Linked DNA regions of Zea mays: region 1 is linked to region 2. Evidence: chromatin contacts called from public Hi-C data. All regions are on one chromosome and are shown on one strand. Each heading gives the region's core, a stretch centred on a gene start, on an enhancer-like site or on the middle of the called end of the contact. The rest is flanking DNA. Distances are from core to core; before and after follow the strand shown. Region 1 holds the start of LOC103627578 (DUF740 family protein). Region 2 holds the start of LOC103627575 (probable protein phosphatase 2C 26).

What was found. Hi-C and Micro-C count contacts between places; a contact is called where the count stands out from the background.
Region 1: a contact with region 2 is called in a Hi-C map of leaf, with 6 times the contacts expected there. The contact joins the promoter of LOC103627578 here to the promoter of LOC103627575 in region 2. A contact is called at or near these places in 4 of 25 Hi-C or Micro-C datasets (bundle sheath, ear, leaf and 1 more).

What each region holds. Positions count from the first base shown.
Region 1 is chr5:206,803,898-206,811,451 of Zm-B73-REFERENCE-NAM-5.0, reverse strand. LOC103627578 (DUF740 family protein) reads right to left here and starts at 2,981. Exons shown (of 1, transcript XM_008647879.4): 1 at 1-2,981.
Region 2 is chr5:206,234,226-206,241,606 of Zm-B73-REFERENCE-NAM-5.0, reverse strand. It overlaps LOC103627575 (probable protein phosphatase 2C 26), which reads right to left and starts at 4,397. Exons shown (of 5, transcript NM_001357211.1): 1 at 2,909-4,397; 2 at 2,644-2,730; 3 at 2,443-2,556; 4 at 2,093-2,357; 5 at 1-683. The coding sequence starts at 4,204. The coding sequence ends at 478. It overlaps LOC118472098 (a long non-coding RNA gene), which reads right to left. Exons shown (of 3, transcript XR_004849678.1): 3 at 7,301-7,381.

The sequences.
Region 1 (7,554 bases), core at 1,732-4,231, 570 kb before region 2:
AATCCGTGCACACGTCCGTAGGGAGTACTACGAGTAGCTGCGTTTTTTTGGGGAAGATATCTTTTGCCCGGCCGGTGCACGAACAGATTGGCTCTAAAAACCACACTGGCTAATGCCAAGTTAGACAGCCTAGAACAGATTCCGTGGTGCGCGGTGCGATACAAATCATCATCAGGGTCAGGGGGCGCTCTCCCCGTGTCCAGCCAAGCAAGTCCACGTACAGACATGCCTTTCGAGTCACGCAAGATCTTTTGGGAGGGGTCCAAATCTCATGTCGAATGAAGCACCAACGTGCTCGTCATGATTATTGGGTCATGCCTCCGACGAAATTATCCAATTTGTTCTTCAAAAGATACCACCAATGCAAGCTAACGCCTCCCTCCTCCTACGAGTCCAGTCCATCAAATATTCCTCATCAAGATGCCCTTCTTTGATGACGTTGAAAGTTCGGTCAGTAGCTACTGAACTTGTTAAAAAAAGGGAAGGTAAAAAAAACAGCAACGTTCCTGCTGTGTTTTTCCTCAAAATGTATTGCTACCCAAAAGAAAAACACACACATATACAAGATTCTCTTCGTTCATTCCTGGTTCGTAGCTCAAAAAGGAGGCACAAAACGACGGGCACATCAGCACACAGTATCACTCGCAGGCGCGCGCAACCACCAAGCACAGACAAAAATCACACAGCGCTGCCGGCTGCGCGGACATGCATGGTGGCTTGCGGCGCAGCCGAGACGCACGCGTCTAAAAATAGCTGGTGCGCGGCGGCACGGGCCACGGGCACCGATCCCGTCCACCACCGCACCGCACCGCACCGCACCACGTACGTCCCGGTAGGTGCCGCCGGCGCCGCGCGGCACATGGGCAACGGCCGGCCACTCGGCCCTGTGTTTTCAATCGCGAGACGGCGCAACCGCAACGCGCAGGAGCTGGCGGTCGGCGTCAAGCAGCATGCTGTATCCCGCCGACGACGGCGAACGGGACCAATTAGTGCAGTCTAATCCCGGCTCCCCTCGACGGCCAGTACTTCAGTGGGGGTCTTAGTCTCGCTGTCACGTTGCTCCGCGTTAATTAGGCTCGTGGAAGAACTAGGTAGGTCAATGATTAGGTGGGGAACTTGAGAGAGCGGTCCGGTCGCTTTCAACCACAAAATCGCTTTTGATATACTACACGTACGCCATTTATAACGGGTGCTAGATCATGTAGCTGAGCATCTGGTGCAAACTCTGGCTGAGCTAGACTAAGATTTATTGAGAGCTTAGGTAATTTTTATGGCTTCTTATGATGTTCTAGTGTGCTGCCTTGTTATTCTCTGTCTTTAATTCTTGAAATCATTATAATTAAAATCATCACAATGCTTTAAACATTTGTTGTGGATATTGTTGACACCACCAACATGCTCCACCAATGATTTGTATGCATGTTTCTAATTACTAAATCTAGTTTAAGCGAGTACCCTATAGCCAAATTGATTTGTCCAACCTGGTTACTTAAATAGAAAACAATAGAAACAATATGCTCCATCCTAAGACTTGCTATATTCTATCTAATTAAATTTAATCTGCCATGATTGTGAAAAAAATCGTGTCACATCTTCAATTTTTCTGTATGAAATTTTATAATACAACATCTGTTCCAAAATGTTTGTCGCTCTGACATTCGTGTCGGTCAGAGTTTCTCAAGTTTGACTAGATTATAGAGCATATTAGCAACATTTGTATCTCCAAATAATTTCACTAAATAATAAATTTAAATATCTACCTAATGATACCAATTATGTACTATAAACATTCACGCTTTCTTTTATCTATTTGGTCGGAGTTTAGAATGGTTGACTCCTCGAAAAGCGAGAACGACAAGCATTTTGGGACAGAGGGAGTAGGTTGGTATGGTCCTTTTGTATATACGCCCTTCTAACTTGATATATAAATTCAGGATCATACTCATATGTTTGTTAGTGTGAAGGATAAGTTAGAAGCTTCGTTTTGATGGACCTTATAGCGGTGAACCTAGAGCAAGGATTTATCACCGATGGACTAGATGCACCGATATCGAGGCCATGTGAATTTCCTATTTTTTGACACGTTGAGGACTCAGAAATCTTTTTATTTATGTTGTCAATTTTCTTGTGAAATACACACTCTATCCCAATTTATAATCCGTTCAACTTTTTTACAGGAAGTTCGATCGTCTCATCTTATTCTAAAAAACTACAATTATTATTAACTTTACTGGGATACTTCAAGTATGGATCTACTTTTTTATTTTTCGCACAAAAAATAATAAGATGAGTCGATCAAACTTTCAAATGAATTATAAATTGAGACGGAGTGAGTAGAATTTAACCAACCTGATTCTCTTGATAAAAATTATGCTTGCTTGTGTTTTTTTTAAAACTTTAATTTTGATGGTGCGTCATATCTGCATGTTTGACTCAGTTCTCAGTGCATTTTGGGGGTTGTGAGTGTTGGTGAGGATATTTGGGTTCTAATGGCAAGCCGCAGCCCAGTTCTTCCACGCTACATGCTTAATCTAGATCCTACATATTAAGGAATTTTCAGCACAACACATTCAATGTTCATACTGCATGCTTAATCTTGCTCTCACGTACATGGCTGACATAACCTAGCGTCTCTTCTCCCCTTTAAATCCTACCTGCATAGCACATAGTTATCTCCGATATTTACAACCCATGTGCCGATTCGAAAATTTGCTTTATGTACAGCCCATCCTTACCGTACCGTAGCCATTTAGCAACCATTTACCTGACAAGTGCACTGCTCATGCTCTCACTTTCCCTGTCTGCTTATCTCTGCAAAATATATTTTTGTACGAGGCACCTGTTGTTTCAGCTAATTTGGTGGCAAACTCTTGCAATTTCGATTGTGCCTTCCCATGATGTTGTATTGTCTAATGCAATGCTCATTTCATCATGTTCTGTATCTCTCCATTCTTCTGCTTTAATGGTGTGCCTAGCATATGTGTAATATCGCCCAGTCAGAGTTCAGCTAGACTCTATTACGGTACAAATTTTTTCATCATGCGGGGGTCCCCACCTGATATATTTATATTGAATCTGAATAGAAGAGCACCAAAAGGATACAAATAGGTCCTGAAGATAGAACACAAAACGTGGCTGCCAGCTTATAGAGCCGACGGAGAGTCCCAGTTCAAACGGGCTGGCAAACGACAAATGGCAGGCCTTGCCTTGTGTTGTGGCCGGGTGGGCTGTGGGCTAGTAGCCGAGATTTGGCGAAAACTTGCTGCGAGGGATAACGAGCAGTGCGGCGGATTTGTTGGGCCCATGGACCACAAATGTACTCGCCAGATCGTATAGGTATGCCGTTTCTGATTCGAAGAACGAAGGCCTATCACACTGTGTAAGCCCAACAAACCCAGTAGTGGAGAAAACGTTTTTGTTCTAGATAATCGAGACATTAGTAACCGACTCTGACTCCACTAATCAACCTTCATCGGACAGAAAAAAAAGAACAGCGAACGACCAGATAACCCGTGACTTTTTTTTTGTTCTGTAAATTCCGATTTCCTAGCTTTCACTTTGTGTATAATTCTGTATGGAACTTATCACCATAATTTCGTAGAAAATTGCTACAGTATACTATACTCACGGTTTTTTATGTATGATTACCGGGCTGATTGGTGTTAGAAATATAGGCATTTTCTGTACCATTTTAATTCCATAAATTAACATTATGATGATAACATATAATAGATAATCAAACATAGAAAACGTGATCTCAAAAATATCCATAACAATATGGATCATGAGAACACAAAGCATATGAAGCATGTAAATCATATAAATAAAATAAGTATATAAACATGGTTCATGGATTATTGCGTAACAACTGGAAATAAACAAATAACAATATAAACAGGATGACTGTACAATTAAAACAGACAGATATAACATATCATAATACGATAGAACAGAGGTACATACGACATATATAATTTGCAGAATATAAAACAGTAACGAACTGAATTGATCATACCCTCCCATGCGTTCCGAGGATCCTGATCCTTGTCCAACTTCTCTTGTCATCCGATCGAGATGAAGACGCCAGGAACCAGCGATGAAGACAACGACAGACGTTGGGCAGTCGCGAAGACGCTCCCAAAAACCTAATTACCGATCCCCCGAGCAGGGTCTCGAACGGCAAGGGCTTCGGAGGCACCTGCCCTCTCGCCTCTCTGTGCGCGCAGAGCCACGAGATGGAAATACCCTCACTCGGCGGCTGAAATGTGATTCTGAAAGTGTTTCTCGCGTGTACCGAGTGACAGGGGTGCTCCTCTATTTAACCTCTCGCAGAGGGAAGCTGAAGGAGAAAGGTCGCCGAGTCACGCCAAGAGTCGGCCAGCTCTAGCCGAGTTATGCCATGAGTCGGCCAGCTCTCGCCGAGTCACGCCATGAGTCGGCAGCTGAAGGAGAAGGGTCACTCGGCTGGCCGACGAAGAGACAGGGTCACTCGGCAGACGAAGAGACAGGGTCACTCGGCTGACGTACGCGGTTAGTGAGTGCTAAAAATTAACACAACCACACCACGCCCGCTCGCCTGCCTGCCTGCCTGCCTCGCCTCGCCACGCCACGCCCGGCCCGGCCGGCGGCGCGCGCGCGCGCGTGTGGCACGCCCTTGTCCATTTCTTGACTTCTCAAGTTAAGTGGAATAAATCCCACCATATAAGTCAAGGCAAAAGACCCTTGGACTTCCAATGTGGCACTATTGGTATTCTCCACCATTACACACCATAGAGTTTATTCAATAAATGGGCCAAGCCCATAAAAGATCCAACAATCCCCACCAAACTCTAGGGTTTGTAATGATGAAGTATCAGAATCACAATCCTTTGATATACCAGTGTTTCGATGGAGACTGTTAAGTTGAACATTCATCTAGAATAAGAGTTTCACTCATTCACAACTGAACAATGGACTATGCCTTGAATTGACAGTTTTGTGCGAAATAAGATTCACTCAAATCCTTTGCTGATACTAGGCTGCAAAAGGGTATTCCCGCTTTTCAGAAGCATATAAGTCACACTTCAGTGTCTTTCATGAGTATTTAGGGATTACCCAAGTCCCATAGACTGTGACTAGCAGTCTGACTCATATAGGTGTATTCCTCAGAAGATGTTCTGTAGGACAACATCTCACCTTTATAAGACTCTTGGAATACATTAAGGTAAAAACCATCCTGCCTTACAGATAGGAAAGATGTGCATCAGAAATGAGTTAAAGAAGGGATCTTTCCTCACAATCTACTCCTAGCTTGTTTCTCCACTCTACTTCACGGGATCTCCGATCACATAGAGCAGGTTACCACTAGAGTAGATCTCACATGGGTCTCATACCCATTTCCCTCGATGCACTTTCTATCACATTGTGTGATAGACCCTTAGTGAATTGATCTGCCAGATTATTTGATGTGTGGACATAATCCACAGTTATAACTCCGGAGTTTTTCAACTTTCTGACAGATTTCAATCTCCTCTTAACATGCCTTGTAGACTTCATGTTATTCCTAGAACTGTTAACCTTTGTAATCACCGTTTGGTTGTCACATTTCATGGAAATAGCCGGTATCGGTTTTTCAACTACCGGTAAGTCCAATAGGAAATCACGAAGCCACTCGGCCTCAGCCCCAACAGTGTCTAATGCTGCGAGTTCTGCTTCCATTGTAGACTTTGTTAAGATAGTCTGCTTGCAAGACTTCCAGGAAACAGCGCCACCTTCAAACAGAAACACATATCCGCTTGTGGCATAAAGCTCATCAGCATCAGAAATCCAGTTGGCATCACAATAGCCTTCCAGCACTTTTGGGTTTCCGGTATAATAAATACCGTATGTCATAGTACCTTTCAAATACCGCAACACTCTCTCAAGAGCACGCCAGTGATCATCTCCTGGTTTCTGAAAGGGAATTAGGCTTACACCTAGTTCCTAAATAATTTTGGTGGTTGAATTGCCCAACACAAATAATTGGACTAACTAGTTTGCCCAGGTGTATAGATTATACAGGTGTAAAAGGTTCACACTCAGCCAATAAAAAGACCAAGTTTTGGATTCAATAAAGGAGCAAAGGGGCAACCGAGGGCACCCCTGGTTTGGCGCACCGGACTGTCCGGTGTGCCACCGGACAGTGAACAGTACCTGTCCGGTGCAACAGGGGACTCAGACTCAAACTCTTCGCCTTCGGGAATTCTCGGAAGCCGGCGCGCTATAATTCACCGGACTGTCCGGTGTGCACCGGACATGTCCGGTGCTCCAAGGAAGCTCGGCCTCCTGAACTCGCCAGCCTCGGGTTCGCGCGGCAGCCGCTCCGCTAAAATTCACCGGACTGTCCGGTGTGCACCGGACTGTCCGGTGTGCCAGCGGAGCAACGGCTCCCTGCGGCGCCAACGGCTCCCTGCGGAGCATTTAATGCGCGCTCAGCGCGCGCAGAAGTCAGAATCGCCCATGCCGGTGCACCGGACATCAAACAGTACATGTCCGGTGTGCACCGGACACCCAGGCGGGCCCACAAGTCAGAAGCTCCAACGGTCAGAATCCAACGGCAGTGATGACGTGGCAGGGGCACCGGACTGTCCGGTGTGCACCGGACTGTCCGGTGCGCCATCGAGCAGAAGCCTCCAGCCAACGGTCAAGTTTGGTGGTTGGGGCTATAAATACCCCAACCACCCCACCATTCATTGCATCCAAGTTTTCCACTTCTCAACTACTACAAGAGCTCTAGCATTCAATTCTAGACACACTAAAGAGATCAAATCCTCTCCAATTCCACACAAAGCCCTAGTGACTAGTGAGAGTGATTTGCCGTGTTCATTTGAGCTCTTGCGCTTGGATTGCTTCTTTTCTTTCTCACTTGTTCTTGAGATCACAACTCCATTGTAATCAAGGCAAGAGGCACCAATTGTGTGGTGGCCCTTGCGGGGAAGTTTTGTTCCCGGCTTTGATTAGAGAAGAGAAGCTCACTCGGTCCGAGGGACCGTTTGAGAGAGGGAAGGGTTGAAAGAGACCCGGCCTTTGTGGCCTCCTCAACGGGGAGTAGGTTTGCAAGAACCGAACCTCGGTAAAACAAATCTCCGTGTCTCACTTGCTTATTCGCTTGGGATTTGTTTTTGCGCCCTCTCTCTCGGACTCGTTTATATTTCTAACGCTAACCCGGCTTGTAGTTGTGTTTATATTTGTAAATTTCAGTTTCGCCCTATTCACCCCCCCCTCTAGGCGACTATCAATTGGTATCAGAGCCCGGTGCTTCATTAGAGCCTAACCGCTCGAAGTGATGTCGGGAGATCACGCCAAGAAGGAGATGGAGACCGGCGAAAAGCCCACTACAAGCCAAGGGAGCACTTCATCGGAAGAGTCCCGCACCAAAAGGAGGGAGAAGAAGAAGAGCTCCTCCAACAAAGGGAAGGAGAAGAAATCTTCTTCTCATCACAAAGAGAAGAAGGAAAAATCTTCTTCCCACAAGCCGCATCGGAAAGGCGACAAGCACAAGAGGATGAGGAAGGTGGTCTACTACGAGACCGACAC
Region 2 (7,381 bases), core at 3,148-5,647:
TATAATACAGGCTCAATCCTCACATGAATGAGAAAAAGCTGCATATACCTAAAAGTTTTCTATTTCCAAGGATAAAATAAGCACCCAACTCTATGACAACTCAGTGTGAGGTGGAAAAAATTGTCAGTGGTGAGTATGTAACCAAACAAAGCTGTAGTGGCAAACAGAACAAAATTGGCTCTGCTTTTCCAGGAATTCCTCCCTACCAGGCTGTCATTTTTCTGCAACTTTAATCTGCCCGAGTTAACCTATGAGCATGAGCTGTGACAAAGCTGATGTGAAGGATCAGCGATGATCCCCAGCTGGAGAACTCCACTTCGACAAGTGTATGGACTACATAGCTGTATGTCATGCCAGACTTTTCCCCTCTTGGTGAGCATATGTGCAATCGCCTGGGAGTGCTGACCGGCTGAAGTTCATTTCAGCTGAATATTGCATCGGAATAAATACTGACACGGACAGTATATCAGCTGAACATCACACATATGTTCCAGAGGATTTCCATATTCTCCCCTCAAGAGAAATAACCATAATGGTGACGTCATCATGGTATTTTCTGCGGTCCCCTTGAGGTATATCTAATAGTTCATAGAAGTCCATGCCTGAAAAGGCAGACTCCAGGTTAGTAGTGGAGTATTGCTCATGGAAGAGAAATCTTGAAGAACCACTAATTGATCTAGAGACTGAAGCAGGACGACAATGATGTAGGAATAGATAACAATGATGTAGAGCAAGGTACAAAGATGTTTCAGCTGTGACAGTTGTGTGTCTTACAACTAAAATTTTCAACCACATGCATTATAGCTATACAGTTAAATCTTCAACCATGCACTAGATGCGACATCCCACCTATGCAGCTGTCTACTGCACTGTATACACATTGTAACAGCAACGGAAGTTCTAATAAAAGCAAAAGCTATCATTGAGAACTTTCCTATCATAGAGCAAAAATGATTAAATGGAGCTTAGGGCATGTACAATGCTTAGACGAGAGTGTCTCTAAAACATGAATGCATTAACTCTAAGGTAGCTCAAAAGATGAATATTAACTAGGGTTGTACAGTGTACAGAGTGAGTCTATTATGCTTGAAAAAACGAGTAAGAGACAGACTTTTCGCAAAGAGACGGTCCTCTAATTTTTTTCAATTAACCCCTCGAGACCTCTCAGGAGAAGGGGTATTTAATGGTGTTGTACATTCCCAGATTCATTACACCCAAAACACATAAGTTCATTAAGTTTGTCATTTGAATTGAACATCTCTGTGCTGAAATTTTATATGAAGCATTGCTCTGAACCAATTTGCACGATATGACACTAGGGAAAAATAGAATTGGAAACTTTATCTGCGGCCCTCCAAAACAATGCAAAGCTTGTCATTTGGCACAGATACTTCATGCCACCAAAATGATTCACGGACAAGTGAAACTCTACCCATACAATATGATTTTCATGTGGTAGATCAGTAAACTATTAAATTCCAATCCAAAGTTAAAAACTAGCACAAACTTATCTAGGAACAGAACCTCAGGCTGCCATTTTAGTCCTGTAGAGTGTGCTCTAAACCTTTGTATCCACCAAAACTACATATGAACACTATCCATGTTGATCAAAGACTAAATCTAGACAAATATCCCCTATCAAATGATAAAAAAATAAAAGGAATAATATAAAAGAATAAAAGGTATCAAATTGTCAGATAGGGCATTCAAGCAGAATTTTAGTAGTGTAAAATGTGCCATCAAGTGCGGGTATTAAACTTTGGCCAAAATATTCTCACAAATTAGGAACTGACAGTCTCACATGCCCAGTGTTGGCAGCTGACTTACCCCTGCCGTGTACCGTGTTGGGTTACTGCTGGTTTTTATGCATATAAATAGATTTTTTGTTTATTTCAGAAAGTAGCATAGTGAGCCACCCAACGCCCCAACATGAACATGTACAAGCACATAAATGTTTGCACATTACACACAAGTATGTTAACCTTAGTGCCAAGGGTATAATGAAACGGTCAACAACTCAACATCGAAAACAATCAAGAAATGGGCACATTTGCATTTAGCATGGAAGAAGAAGACCACACAATAAGCTTACCAGCTTTCTTTGCAGCACGGGAGAGTAGCTCCTCAATTAAACTCTGTGCAGGATCACCCTCAGGAAACCGCTCCATAAAATTCTCAACATGCAGCACTACCTCCTCATTGCTTAGGTACTGATATAAGCCATCAGACGAAAGAACAAGAAACTGATCCCTGATGGAGAGCTTATGATGGCAAAGAGTAGGTGTGCATGATATATATGGGGTATCACCTATATACTCATTGCGAAACATCTCTAGCAACCCATCATTGAACCTTGCCTGTAAATCAGACAGACTTCTCATTAAAATTTACTTGTTTCCCCTACATGGACCTTTCATAACAATCAACCTACAGTCTCTTTACCTGTTTGAGATACCCAGCACCAAATGCACGGGTAACTGTTAGACGACCTTTCACTCTATCATTAACAACACACTGATCATCATCTGGATGTTCGCGTCTGATCCTCTGCACTTCCTGCACATCAACACAAAAGAACATGAGTTCATATGCAGAAAGAATTCATAGATTAAAACACTTATGATGCTTCACATCCACTCATACTATCCCACGATATATAAATTCATAACTCCAAAAGAAAAATGGTCTGCCGATTGTAAAACCATGCTGTTGAACAGGCCAGTCCACATACTGCACATGTATTCACAGAAGCTACCAGAGGGCATGTTCAACCAGGATAACAAAAAATGTGTTTGAATATTTTTTTTATATGATGCAAGCTCATCTTTTCAGTAAACTCAGTAGATGCACAAATGCATTAGCAATTTAGCACTATGCATCAATTCAGCTATGTCTGCAAAAAGGTTACCTCTTCAACGCTCGTGCTATGATCAGTCGACAGCTGCAATGCCTCGAGCCCAATTGCCGAATACCCAGGGATCCTTGTCTCGATCTCCAAGCCCACACCAATGTCCTCCACCGGAATGCTCCCAATCAAGCAATCTTCGTCGTCCCGTCGCTGCGCCACAATGGCACGGCTATCCCCAAGGTTCATTACATACACGTCGTCATCCCTCAACAGGACCACGAGCAGGCAAGCTCCGGTCACTGCCAGCTCTGGGTGGGATCCCATTGACTGACTGGTCATGTCCAGGTACGCCGACTCCGTCGTAGCTAGCGCCCGGGCCAGTGCGCTCAGTACCGCCCTGTGATCCCTCACCGCCGGTGCGGCCGTCAACCTCTTAACTCCCCACTCCCTGCCGCTTTGACCATCGCCAGCGGCGGCCGCATGGGCCCACAAGGGATGCCTCTGCTCCTTGAGCCTGGCAAGCGATAGCGCGAACCGGCCGGAGCCCGAGAAGTCGAGTTCGCTATCCTCGTCCTCGCCATCCGCCAGGAACTGCCACAGTCGCTTGGATTCCGGATCGGCCTCTTTGTAGAAGATCCCACGGAGCTCGCGCAGCAGGAAGCGGTAGAGATTAGCGACCAGGAAGTCCGGGGCCTCGGGGCCGTTGAAGCCGTCATAGATGCCGACGAAAAGCCAGCGCTGATCCTCGGAGACAACCACGTGGACCCTGTCCTCCCCGGCGCGGCCGTGCGCCCACTGAACGCCGTCCTCCCGGCGGAGCGGCACGACGCATGGTCGGTTCTTCTCCGAGATGCTCCGCCGCAGGCTGCCGAACGAGGGTTTCCTGAACCTCCTCGAGAACCCTCGCGACGACGAGGGGCGAGCGGGCTTGGTGGGCTTCGCGGGGAGCGGGCCCGAGAAGGGCACGGCCTGGTCGAGCGGGCCGGAGAGCTGGGCGCCGCGGTCGATGGGCCCGGAGAGGAAGAGCGGCCCCGAGGAGAGGTTGGATAGCTGCAGCGGCGCGGAGGAGAACGACGAGGAAGTGTGGAACGCGGAGTGGTACTGCGGCGGCATGCCGCCGGCGACGGAGGATTGGTAGATCGGCACGGGCACTGAGGAGTTGGCGGAGAGCGCGGCGCCGGAGATGGCGTGGCGGAAGGATGACGAATGGCCCGCGGCGGCGGCGGCGGCGGAGCTGGCGGCGTAGCAGAAGGAGTGGCCGAGCGCGTCGTCCAGGCACGGCCCGTCGTCCGCTGGCGCCGGCGGCGGCCGCGAGCACGCGCACGCGGTGAGCAGCCGCGACGCGCCGCTGCCCATGGCATCCGACACTCCGTCTCCGGCGGTGGAAAGCAGCCAAGCAGACGATGTGGAGCACTCGCCAAGCTACTCCGAGACCGAGTACCTTTTTATTACTAGTATACGCCGCAGTGCCGCACTGCCGAGGAGGGGAGGAGCCGAAGAGTGCGCCGTGCGCGAGTGCGCCGTGAGCGATGACTTGCAGTTGGCAGTTGCAGTGGCCACGGGGTCCGTTTGACAAAATCAGTCTTCCTCAATGTTTCCCATGCAAAAAAATTCAAGACACGAGCCGAGCCCCGGGAGACCGGAAGAGCGCCGTGCCAGCTGCCAGGTGGAGCTTGTATGGTTGTGGACTTGTGGTTGTGGCCTTGTGTGTGGTCGTTTTGTCCGCAGCGGCGCAACCGCACCCGCCTTCCTCACGCTGCACGGCTGTAGAGAGCAGAAAGGGGAAGCAGTGACGTGGCGGCGCGGTGTTGACGTGGAGGGTGCGGACTGCGGAGGGGAGAGTAGTCATTAAGTCAACGCTTGTCCTTCCAGTCTGCCACCCGTACTCGGTTTAATTACGGCAGATGGGACTCCACCCAGGGGCATATGAGTAAATTCGCGCGGTGGCGCGGCAAATTGGATGGCTTTGGCGGGCCAGCTAGAGCCTAGGGACCTCGAACTGGATGACCGGCGCCCTAGTGGGCTCCTCGTCGGTCTCAAAGAAAAATGTCAGGCACGGTTTACAAAGTGTGCCTGCGTTTGACAAGGATACGGTTTAGGCGTCGTTCGTTTCGGCTGGAACGGCCTATTCCCGGCCTCTTTCCGGGCGGGATGAATCAACCCGGCTTAGAATCCGGCCCAGTCTACTAGAGCCGTTCGTTTTAATCTGGACCAGAAACAGACCCACCTGATTTGAATTCCTTTCGCTCAATTCTTAGTCTGGAACGAGTCCTGGTGAGCTACCTCCTGGATTGGTTCCTGGACTAGTGACCAGGAATTAGTGATAACACATGTATCACTTGATCCTGGGCTGCTTTCGATCCTGGCCTGGTTTGGACGCTGGCCTGCCGAACGGGGCCTTAGGCTTTTTCAGCTTTATTTTCTAACTCCTATCTCATCATAGAATTTATATTGTGTACTCTATATTCTTCGTCTCCAACAACACGTCCTCTAAATCAAGTTCTTTATATATAAATACCTATATTAAAAAAATTTTATTTTTTATATATATTTGTCATACTCTTAAATGTATTGTACATATTTTAGTTTTGCTAAACTGTTTGTTTAAAGTATTCCTAGAAATTGGGAGTCATCAAGATATTTTATAGTGGTTTAATAAAAAATAATTTAAGAACGAAATGAGTAGGTTCTACGCTACCAGATTTCAGCCTTCAATATCTCTGCTTAAATAAATACCTCTCTACTACATTTAAGCGTGAGTTTCTTCGTGCGTTAGCGGTCGAATAAATTTATCCTCCCACATAGAATATCCAAAAAATAGGATATAGCGGATTTGAACCCTACTCACTTGATATAAAGAGTTTGGCTTCTATAAAATAGATATTGTAAATATATATGCTAATAATTTAAAACTAAAAAATAGAATCGTGTTTTAATAAAAAACTTATTTAAGTAAGATTTACATACATGATATAAAACCATAGTAATATGCGAGCAACTAACTAATTTGAACAACGTATTTCACTCTTCCAAACCCAGCTGTCAGCGCAACGGCACCAACAACAAACAAAGGACAAAAACATGGGCAAACGGAGGAACAGAAGACTTCCACAGGATGTTTCACGTGAGTGTAGTAGGGGGGAGGGGGCGAAAGACAGCGAGAGGGGGTCAGGCCGTCAGGGAGCATTGGATTCTGATCTCTGAGGGCACCTGGCAAGTCAAAATTCAGTGTGCCGAACTGCGTTCCCATTGTTTTTTGGCCTCTACTTGTCCCCCGTCCCGCTGTGAAATCTCAGCAAGCAACAGACAAGTGTATGAGATCGAAAAGTTGGTTGAAAAAAATCAGAGACTCCACATGTGCCAAGACAAACAAAAGAAGTACTGTAATGTTTTAACGACACAGCAGGCTGGGACGGAAGCGGAACTGAAAAAAAAAAGTTAGGAGTGGCTAAATTAAAGTGTTACAACGATATGATATCAATAATCATTCGTAGTAGACATATATAATAGTTTGCACATTTTTAAATTTAGGAGGAGCTTCGATGAGGCTCTAAGAGTTTAGTATTAGTAGCGGTAGAGGGGTCTAGAGCCCCACCCGCCCTACCGTTAGATCCGTTACTGACATTAGGTTAACATTAGAGAACTGAAGAACTCGAGTTAAAAGAATTATCAGTAAGCAAAAGAGACTCTAGTTGAGTTGGTTTGATGGTCTGAGCAACACTCGAGTTTCAGACTATGATTAAAAAATCCTCTCACCTGTCCAACACCAAAGCGAAGAGGTATGATGACGTTGTGTCACTAAAAAATAAAAGACAGGTGGTGTTAGGCTATCTCCATCAAATCTCATATTCAATCCCCAATGGCATTCACTATTTTAAACTTTACTATGCAAACAGTGTCATATACAGTTCCGCGTCCCCCTATTTTACGCGAACCACTGGAGACAGTCTTAGGGTACCCGCTTAGGGTTTTGGAGTTAGCCCCTTAATCACAGTTATATCCCTGTGTAATGGGCCAGACCCAACAATCTAAGTCTATTAATACAACTCTCAACCCTAAGTTAAGGTTTTTCATTCTATCTTAGTATCAGAGCCAGTTTCTCTCTCTCTTCCCCACCCTCTCACACCCAAAGTCGCCGGTTCCTTGGGCCCCTACCCAGCCGGTGGCCTCCTCAGTGTGTCGGGCCCCCATCGTCGGCCATCCCTAGACCAGGCCGCTGACCCCTTCCCTCTGCCCCCTGGTCGCGCCCCTTCACCACTAGGACTCAGCTTGCGCCCTCCGCCAGACCCACCCCCTGGCCACGCCCCTTCACAGCGCTCTCAGAATTTTTTCTTAGAGCCAACTATGTTTAAGAGATATCAATTGCTGAGTTCGATCTAGCTATTCTCATTGTTCATTCAGTCCAGTGCTCTGGTTTGAGCAAGGAGCTGCGGGGTGCATAGAGAATGAATTAGATATAGTTTTGTCTTCTATTACTATAAAGCACCAGTTTTTTTTGTTGTCGTACGTCACGTGCAGAACACGTAGTTCTTT